Regions from separate parts of the Mus musculus genome. Here region 1 is linked to region 2. A link is a contact called in public Micro-C data. All regions are on one chromosome and are shown on one strand. The core of a region is the stretch at or near the end of the contact, and the rest is flanking DNA. Distances in the headings are between cores, read along the strand shown.

Region 1 (4,984 bases), core at 1,591-4,090, 110 kb before region 2:
AGCACATACAGATAAGACAAAACAAAACAAAAACCCAAACCAAAGAAGAGAAGATGTCCATTCTGCTCAGAAACAGTATTTTACACTTTGTGATCTGTCCTGTGAGGACAGCACCCTCGGACTTCTGAGAAGACAGTTAACACTAGGCTATGAGGTGGGCTTGCTCGAGTATCGACCCATTTATAGAGCTTGTTTTAGAACACTAAGAAATGTCTTCAAGCTTAATTCAGGAAATGATACAAACTGTGATATGATTCAGGCTGTGAGCAAACTCTCAGGGGAGCTCCTAGAGGGCAATGAGTTCTACACTGCCAAGGGTTGCTCAAGGAATCAGAGAGGCCAGTGCACTGTATCCCTAAGTCAGAGAGAGCGTAGCCAATGGCCTCGCTGCAGACTGGTCCTCAACAGTCTATCAAGTGGTGGAGCTGACATGCTTGCACTTGGGCATGTGTGGACAGTCAGTCTCCTCTTTGTTTTCTGGAAGGACACCTTGCCTATTCTATTCCTGTACAGTGTTCCAGAGTTGGTCATGGTTTATAATTGCCACAGTTCTTGCTTTTAGAATATAAAATGTAAGGTCAGGGTGATGGCTGAGCCGGTAAGAGTGCTTATCACCAAGCCAGATCCCTGGGGACTACACAGTGGGAAGAGCGAGCCAACTCCTGCCAGTTGGCCTCTGACTAGCACATGAGTGTGTGTGTTTGTGCACACATGCAAATAAGTCAATGTAATAAAGTAGTTAAAATAAAAATATTCTTAGTTTTACCATTGGCAATATAGTTTTGAGTGTGTGGTAATTGCAATTTCTTTTATTTTTACTTTTATTTATTTATTTATTTTCCCCAAGACAGGGTTTCTAGCCCTAGAACTCACTCTGTAGACCAGGGTGGCCTGAAACTCACAGAGATCTGCCTGCCCTTGCCTCCCCAGTTTTGGGATCAAAGGTGTGCGCCACTATCGCCCAGTGGCTTAAAAACTGTCAATCCATAAAACAAAATGCTCAATTATGTCGTTACTTACAGTGTAAGGGACTGAACCCGGAGCCTCATACACGCTGGAAGAGTTGTCTACCACTGTGTTATAGCTCCAGGCCTCTCTGCACAGTTCATTGTTTTGAGGTAGGGTGTTAAGAAGCTGCCCAAGCTGACCCTGAACTCTCTACAGCCTAGATAGGCCTTCTACTTGTTCGCCTTACCCCAGAGTGTCTTCGTCACCAGTTCTGTGTTACACGGAAACGCAGAGTTCCCGTTTTTGTTTATTTGTTTTGACCCGAGGTCTCTCTATGTAGCTCTGCTGTTCTGGAACTTACCATGTAGACCACACTGGCCTCAAACTCACAGAGATCCTCCTGCCTCTGCCTCCTGAGTGCTGGGATTGAAGGCATGCGCCACCATGCTTGGTTCCTTGTAATTGTTTTTATATAGCCTAGGCTGGCCTGGAACTCACTTTCTTGCTTTGATTCCCCAGGACTACATAAACCAGACGTGGTGGTCACAGACCTGAAATCCCAGCCTTGGGATGGAGAGGAGGAGGATCAGGAATTCAAGGACATTTCTGGCTTTATAGCAAGTGAGAGGCCAGTCTGCTGCATGAAAACGCACCTCAAAACCAAACAAACAAAACCTCAAACTTTTTACTCTAAAAAAATATATTATTGTATATAAGTGTGTGTGTGTGTGTGTGTGTGTGTGTGTATGCACACGTGTGTACAGCCAGTGTTTGGAATCAAATAGCAACTTTGGAGTTTGCTCTCTTCCACCATTATACAGGTCCTGGGGATTGAATTCAGGTAGGAGGCTGAGGCAGAAGATTCTAATTGTCTGGGAGAGCTCACAAATTCTGGATAGGGGCTGGTGAGATGGCTCAGTGGGTAAGAGTACAGGACTGCTCCTCCAAAGGTCCGGAGTTCAAATCCCAGCAAACACATGGTGGCTCACAACCATCTATAATGAGATCTGATGCCCTCTTCTGGTGTGTCTGAAGACAGCTACAGTATACTTACATATAATAAATAAATAAATCTTTAAAAAAAATTCTGGATAGATAGAATTAATCTTTTTGAGTACTAAAACCTTTAAGCATGTGAGATGTACCAAAAGTAAAGAACACAATGCATTTCTCTGTCCTCTTCAGTTGAAGAGAATTTAAAATTTTCTTTTTTAAGGATGGGGTCTAGTGTATGCCAGATTGCCTGAATTAGCTTTATAGCTGAGGCTGGCCTTTAATCCCTAACCCCGCTCCCACCTCCCACGCCTGGGCCACACCCAGGGTTTGTACTCTCCCAGCCCTAATTTAACATTTCTCGATAATACTGGACCTTGCTATTTCAGGAGAGCCACGCTGTCTTCCTGCCCTTTGGGGTGTGGGAAGCTGCCTCAACTCTGCAGGACCTACACTGCCCTGAATTCTGAGTTCTTGTGTTCACGGCTTACGTTTTTCCTGTCTTTTCCCTTGCTATTTTGGGGTCAAGGGTCACGTCTTGAGCTTTCAACAGGCCAGCCAAGCCTAGATCCTTCCCCGATTTCTAACTTACCAGGGAATTTAGAAAGCATAATTTTATAAGACCAAGAAAGCAGACATGGCAGGAGCCAGGGTCTCGGGCGTGCTCCTGCAGACGCTGTACAGGCCAGCTAGCTTTGGTTCTGGCTGCTGCAGGGGACCTGGCTTGGGAAGTTGGGAGGAGTGCAGGTTGCATGGTCCCACTCAGGTCAGTATAGCGCAGACTGGGGAGTATGTGAGAAGCTGAAGTACAGGCAGGAAAATCAAAAGAACAGAGAAAGCGGGGTTACCCAGAACACCGAGACCACAAGAGGTGAGGGCAAAGCTTGCTCGGAAGTTGCCAAGGGAAGGAGGGGACAAACTGTGCTGGGTGAGTTGCTGTGACAACCCCGGCCCATGGTGGGTATGTAAACACTGAACCTTGCTCTTGGCAGCTGCCCAGCTCAGCAGGCTTGGCAGCCTGGCAGCTAGGTCACCCCTTCAGGGAGAAGCTGTTTTTAGGGAGAGTGGTGCCCTACAAGCTATTTCCAAGTCTTAATTCTTTCTTTGTGGGAACTGGTGCTTGATAAGAGTGGCAACCATCACCTACGAATCGTCAAGAACACCAAGCACCGTGACACGTGCACCTGCTTGCACACCAGAGTCTAACCGGAAGGCCATGTACTTTAAAAATGAGCTGCACACAAGTCTACGAGCAGTAGGCCTCAGTACCACTAAAACCCTAACAATGGCCCTGGGAATGGAATCCTGAGCTTGACAGGCCACTGGCTTTTGTTTAATCTCACCAAACAGGTTTTAATATCGGTGGTCAGAGGATCTGAGAACCTGTGGTAGAACTCAGTCTTCCTCCTTTCTGATTGCTGAAGGAGGTTATCGCTGGTGAAGCATCGGGGCCCTAGGTCAAGGATCCTGTTAGAACAGGGCTCGTTCTAAGGAGAGCAAAGTCCAGGATGTGCTGTGTACTGACGGGCTGCAGCTAGGGGCAGGGACTCCAGGTTCAGCGGGTTAACAGCACAGTGAGACTATTCCCTGGGGTCTCTGTGCTTCTCACTGAGTTGTGTTTGGGACCGGGGACGTCACACTGCCTGTGTTAGTGTTAGCTCCTTATTTCCTGTACACTTGTACAATTACTCATTAATCTTGAAGTTGAGGGGCGTGCTGCTTCACTTGAAGAAAACAGAAGTGAACTGTTTTCATTAAAATATGATACATCCCCTTAGCCTTTCATCCCGTTAGCCATTTACGAACTCTGCAGGAATACGATATGGCCCCACTTGGTCAGGCAGCAGACCGAAGGACCTGGGTCAGAGAGTAAGCTATGCTTGTCCAATGTGAGGAAGAAGGAGGAATTCCAAGTGCTATGTGCTGAACCAGCTGTTGATATCAATTCTACAGCACACCCTACCTCCCGCCCACCCATGTCGGGGACTGAACTAGGGCCTCACATGCTAGGCAAGTGCTGAACTTCCCCACACTCCCACTGAAGACTCTTTTTCTGGCTCCTAAAAGTTTCAAGCTTGTTTCTCTAATTTTGCTGTATTGCCTCTGTGAAAACTCCGTGATGCTCACACAACTTAATATGATCTTTATGCCAAACTACGCCAGCACTAACTTTCCCTAGGTTAGTCCTGTGTCCCCTGGGTCCTCCCTGGATATTTTTAGTATGACATTTTGTACTCTCTCAAATGCTGTATAACTAAAGCTGATTTTCTACCTAAATCAGCCTTCTCTTGCCTTCTTTGTTAATTACAATTATGATAATTATGCTTTTTAAAGATGATTTATCTTATACAGTGTTTTGTCCACATGTATGAATGTGCACATGTATGTGCTTCATACTCATGGAGGCCGGAAGAGGAATGTCCCATCCCTGATACTGGAGTTACAGACAGTTATAAAGCTGCCATGTGGTGCTGGGAATCAAATTCTGTCCTCTGAAAGAGCAACAAATGCTCTTAACTGCTGAGTCATATCTCCAGGCCATTCCTCCCCCCCTTCCTTCCTTCCTTCCTCCCCCTTCCTTCCTTCCTTCCTTCCTTCCTTCCTTCCTTCCTTCCTTCCTTCCTTCCTTCCTTCCTTTCGCTGTGTGTGTGTGTGTGTGGGAGGGCATACGTGCTATAATTTTCAGTTACGTCCCTATATCTCACCCATAAGTGGTGGCAATGGCCTCCTACTGGTAACTGCTTGCAGCCACATACCTCAGCGACACTACATCACAAAAACCCTGCTTCAAAACCTCTGAGACAGCTGAGCGTGGTGGCCCACATCCTTAATCCCAGCACTTGAGAGGCAGAAGCAGGTAAATTGCTGTGAGTACTTGTAGCCAGGCCAGCAAGAGCTACACAGAGAGATCCTGTCTCCAAAAACAGCAGCAGCGACAGAACAAAAGCTCCCCAAACCATGCAGATCTCAGGGATACTGATGGCTTCTAGCCATCACCCTAATTCCTTACTTCAGCACTGTTTATTTGTAGAATGTGGGGTTG
Region 2 (5,367 bases), core at 1,215-3,714:
GCAATGGAGCTTCAGTTTGCCTAAAGAGGAGAAGACTTCGCTTTCATTTCCAAAGATTCCAGTCATCAGCTCAACAAAAATAAGAGACTGTGGTACACCTCAAGGAAAAGAATGTCTTTCCACAAAGACAAGCAGAGGCTGTGAGCAAACAGATGCACCAGTGGACTCATTTAGGTGTTAGCAAGCTCATCAAGACATTTTCCAAGACGAAGTATTATGTACCAGGTTTAAAACACCTTATAGAGTAGGTGGTGCACAAGTGTGTACCCTGCCAGGAAGTTAATGTCTGCCACAAAACAGTGGATCCAAGAAATGGTACTGGAAAGATAGACTTGGTGTCCACTGGGAAGTAGACTTGGTGTCCACTGGGAAGTAGACTTGGTGTCCACTGGGAAGTAGACTTGGTGTCCACTGGGAAGTAGACTTTGCTAAAAAAAAAAATGAGTATAAATACATCCTGTCTTTTGTGAATATGTTCTCGAGATAAATAAAAGCTTTTCCCTATAAAAATAAGACTGCTCAGATGGTCATCAAAAAGAGTATTAAATTTTTTTTCAAGGTTTACAGTGCCCATAACAATAGGGTCAGATAATGGCCCTGCCTTTGTTGCCCAGGTAAGTCTGGTGTGACCAAGAGTTAGAGATCAAATAAAAATGACATTGTATATAGAGACCTCAGAGCTCAGGACAAATAAAAGAAATAATAAAACCCTAAAAAAGTCTTTGACAAAATTAACCACAAAGACTGGTGCAGACTGTGTGCTCCTTCCCCTTGCCCTATTCAGAACCAGAAATACTCCCTCTTAATTTAGTCTTACCTTTCTGAGATCCTTTATGGGGCTCTCCTGCCCATCACTGTCTTAAATGATGTGTTTAAACCCACATGTTATTTTAATAATGATCTGTATGCTAAGTTAAAAGACTTGCAGGTGGTGAAAAAGGACAACTGACTACAGCGAACGAGCCGGGTACCCCAAAGACATATCACGAGTTCCAGGTTAGAGATCTGATCTATGTGCACCTGCATCATGCACAGACCTTCAAATATCACTAAAAGGGTCCCTGCCTAGTTCTGTTTACTACCCCTTCTCATCCTGTTTTCTGTTCTTAACCTTTGGCCCATACATCCTTAATTGCTTAAATACAAGTTTTAATGCTCAGACAATAATACCAGTAGTTACAACCAAGTGAGACATCATTTCAAGATTGAAATGTACCAGAGAGAAAGGGGGAGATGTAATATCCAAAATAAATTCAAGACTACCCAGTACCTTCCCCCTTCAAAAGGACTTTTGAAACTGTACTAACAGGACAAGTACAGAGTCAGATAAAAAGGTGGCTGACTAAACAAATATAGGAATGTAGTTTTAACAGTCAAAATTACTAAGCTTCCAAAACAAGATTAACAATTCCCCTGCCCGGCCTCACACTAAAAACCTCAAGGAAATACAAATTGAGAGTCACCCTATACAAACCAACCAATGTCTAAAAAGGCTATTGGCTATTAATTAAAATAAGCCAAACTGCCCTGGTGCCTAAATCCTGGCCTTATAAAAGTATACAAAGTGTGTTCTTTCTTTGTTCTGGGTCTCTCCTCTGACCTGTGTGCTGAAAGGGGGTTCCCCAACATGTTGGATAAGTAAAATCCTCACGTATTTTACAACATAGCAGTCTCTGTGGTCTTTGTGTGAGTGAGGGTCTTTTGACAAACTACAATATTTGGTTGGTCAGTTGGCCGTGTATGCCCTTCTCAATGAGGACACAAACACATTGCTTTGGAGATAAAGTAGGATCCTTGTCTGTCTGTCTGTCTGTCTGACTGACTGTCTGTTCACTTGTGTGACCTCTGATTCTGGTTTGCTCAGTTTTTGTTTTCTGGCTTTCTCGTGGCCTTCTCATAGAGAGAATTCCATGTGAATTGACATGGTGATAGGCAGACAAGCCAGAACTTCGAGGCCCAAGAGACACAGAGGACACTCTGGTCTATCCTTCTGGGAGAAGGACCCTTAAAAGGTCTCTCTCCATCTGGGCTGGGTAGTAATCGTTCCTGGCAGTCTGATTTTTATTCTGTGGTGGTCACCTGGAGGAAGTTTTCTGTGTGTGTCTCTCTGTGTTTTAACTTGTTTTGTTCTTTTGGTGTTATTGTGACACTTTATCTGGAATGTTTTCATTTGTGTTTTGTGTGTCTCTTTGTGTTTGGACTTAGACTGACAACTCCTACTTATTCCCCTTTTAATATTGTGATTGTCGGGCCGTGGCCCTGGATGTTGAAACTGCTGAAAGTGAAATAGAGGAGGCTGTAAGAGTGGCTGGGTCCCTGAGCCCAGCTTTGGGGTTGGCTCCCTGAGGTCACTGATCTGATGTCCAGCTCCTGGGAGTGCAGCCAGCTAAGAACAGTGCTGGCACAGGGCCCCCATTCCTATTCCCCTGTGCCCCCTTCAAGGCTGTATGATGTGAGAGTGTGGTGCATGGCTGTCCTTGGATTATTAAGGTGGAGCCAGTAGAGGGAGTTCACAAAAGGCCACAAGGCCCAGCCACACACCTGATAGGACCAAGGTAACAGGTTAAAAACAAGAGTTAAAAAAAAAGGAGCGAAGATGAGAAAGACAGATGTAAAGAAGTAGAGGTCTGGAAGGAAGTGAGTTAAGACTGTTTAAAGAGCAAAGCTTCAGTAGACTCAGGAGACATAGATGACAGTGACAAATAAAGAGATTAGCAGTGAGGAAAAGTAAAAATAGAGATAAAGGAGATCAGAGAGATTTCAGAGATAAGAGACCCAGTTTTACAGAAGGTGTACACCGAGCCTTAGAGATTAATGTCTGGAACTGCAAATAAAGAATTTTCCTTTTCCCTGTCAGTGTAAACAAATTCAAGACCACAGCTGCCAGGAATGACCATCTCTGAAAAAACTTCCCTACCCCACTTCAGTCTAATGTCCGATGAAAACTACAAACTGCTTTGGCCTTGCTGATTGCTGACAGAGTTTTCTGCTAAATTAAAATTATCTCTGGAGAGACACATTCTAGAGCCACAAGGCTAGTAAAAGAATAAAAAGCAATAATGCCCTGCTAATATGTGATAATTTATTTATGATTTTCATTTTAGTTGGTTTGCTAAACATAGTTTCATATCATATGTGATCTCACAGAATGCCAGGCTCTGCCCGTCATCAACGGTTCCCTAGCCCTCCTTTGCATCAGTGGTGCCAGTGTTCCTCCCTCGTGTAGGTGCCAAATACTGTCCTACAGTGCATGAGGAAAAAAGCCCTTGTGACATGAGCTGCTGTGTGTTCTGTCCTTGTTTATTTAACAATGTGAGCATTCATCATTCTGTCATTGAGACATTTTCTGACTCAGTAAAAATCAGTGATGATAATTTATTAATATGTGAAAAACATAAACAGTTTCCTAGTAGTTAAAAACTAACTATAAAATGAACATCCTACATATTAGATTAATTCATTCTGAGATTAAAATTATCATATAACATGGCACATGTTTTAAAATACCCTAAACAGTTATCTAGCATTTTTCTTGTCATATCTTAAATAATTTCTAGCTAAGTGATATTAATCAGATAAAAGTGTGTCTCCTAATAATGTTATTGTTTGCTTTTTATTTCCTGATACCAATAAAATATTTTGAAGTTTCCTTTTCTGGAATACTCATTTTTGTACATGATCTTTAATAAAAATTAGTGACTTATCTCTTTTTACCTCGGTTACCATAAGACACATGCCATGTACCTTAAGACTCCATTTGGTGGTCGGAGGTCCTGTGGAATGCCTAATGCTTACATTTAAAACAGAGTTTTGTCCTTAACAGTTCAAATGGTAAGCCGACAAATAGAGTGTTACTCATTAAAGGTATACTGTCATTCTGTTGGTTTCTAGTTGACAAACAGAGATTAAAAAAGATACTTTTAAATCATGTGTCTGACTTGTTGCCCATTGTGGTTTTGCTATGGTTTGTTTATTTTAAAAGAGTCTAACCTAGATTGGCTTCACAACCCCTGTATGGTCCAATGACCTTGAACTCCTGGTCCTCCTGCCTCCGCTCCTGAGTTCTGAGTTTAGCAGCATATCTCACTTCATGACTTCATTCATCTATCTGATAAAAAAAGATTTGTGTAAAAAACTTCCAACACCCAAATGTAAAAATTCTTTAAAAAAGTGGACAAAAGACTTGACTAGACACTTCACCAAAGAAGGTATATGTATGACAGATAAACACATGAAAAATGTCCAGTTACCAATGGTGTGTATAACTTGCTTATGTTAAATGTGTGTAGATTTGGTGTTGTTCAAAAGGTGTTTATGTAGCTAAGTGATGAACCAGGCCTCTGGTGACTTAATATTTAGGCATCACTAGTTTGTGTTCTATCAAGAGATTATTGAATTTGCGTGTTCCCCTGAGACTAAAGCTCTTTTTCCTTCCACTTGGTCATCCCTTGCTATAAATGTGGGTCATGTCAGAAAATATGATGATGACTCTCCACAGACTTTCCAAGGAGTTACAGACTTTTGTTTTGAATTTGCACCAGGATATTTACCCGGGGTTGCTTACCCCAAAAGACACTGTTATGTACATTTTAATGATATGTTTGTGACATGTGAATCATGGGATTTTGTTTGTCTGTAACCTGCTTTTTCATGTTGCATCAAGATTATCTGTTATGAAAAACAATGTATATTTCTAACATGCTTGTAAGAAAACATATAACAAAGACTAGACCCTAGCAAAGTAGCTCATGCTGATAGTGCTAGCACCTGAAAATGATAAGCAGAAGTAATAAAAAGCCAAGAAATTAAAAAGAAATAAGAGACAAGAAAAAAAAACTTATATAAAATGCATGCCACAACAGTCAGAAAAACTAGAGAGCTTAGTCAAGATAGAACCTGGCAACAGAAGATCAATGTGTTTACTATAAAGAAAAAAGGACACTGGGCAAGAGACTGCCCCAACAAGAAGAGGAGGAGCCCCCCCACATGACCAAACACTTCCAACTGTTCCTGGCTCAAAGTAAAAGGATAGCAAAAGGGGTGCTAACACAGAAGCTGAGTACTTTAAAGAGGTCGGTGCCCTACCTGTTGAAGAAGCTACAAAATAGACTGTTTTTCTTATTCACCCACAAACCACTGCAAAAACGTTAAAAAAATTCCTGGCTACTGCTGGCTTGTACAGATTGGAGATTCCAGGTTTTGCTGAATTAAAGATATAAACAACCCTTTGTATAAAATAATAAAGGACAACAGGCCTTGTATGCCATTAAGACTGCCCTAATGTCGGCTACAGCTTTAGGCCTCCCGGAGGTGACTGAGAACAAAAATATTGCCAAAAGGGTTCTTATTCAGAGATTGGGGCCCTGT

What was found. A called contact is a pair of places that touch in the nucleus more often than the background predicts.
Region 1: a contact with region 2 is called in a Micro-C map of granulosa cells, with 2.4 times the contacts expected there. The contact joins two enhancer-like sites. A contact is called at or near these places in 1 of 39 promoter capture datasets (macrophages), 11 of 484 Hi-C or Micro-C datasets (the G1E-ER4 cell line, Sertoli cells, cerebral cortex and 7 more), 1 of 115 datasets of contacts at active chromatin or transcription factors (embryonic stem cells) and 4 of 9 other capture datasets (adipose tissue, liver, macrophages and 1 more).

The regions. Positions count from the first base shown.
Region 1 is chr6:124,692,272-124,697,255 of GRCm38.p6, reverse strand. The region is part of intron 1 of Lpcat3 (lysophosphatidylcholine acyltransferase 3); the gene reads right to left. Among named protein-coding and RNA genes, the nearest start is that of Emg1, 17 kb to the left of the region's middle. Within about 2 kb of position 2,840, at least 141 of the 459 cell types and tissues checked have an H3K27ac peak or open chromatin away from gene starts, as enhancers often do. A contact at or near this core is called in granulosa cells, where this site is marked.
Region 2 is chr6:124,582,993-124,588,359 of GRCm38.p6, reverse strand. No RefSeq gene overlaps it. Among named protein-coding and RNA genes, the nearest start is that of C1rb, 15 kb to the right of the region's middle. Within about 2 kb of position 2,464, at least 24 of the 459 cell types and tissues checked have an H3K27ac peak or open chromatin away from gene starts, as enhancers often do. A contact at or near this core is called in granulosa cells, where this site is marked.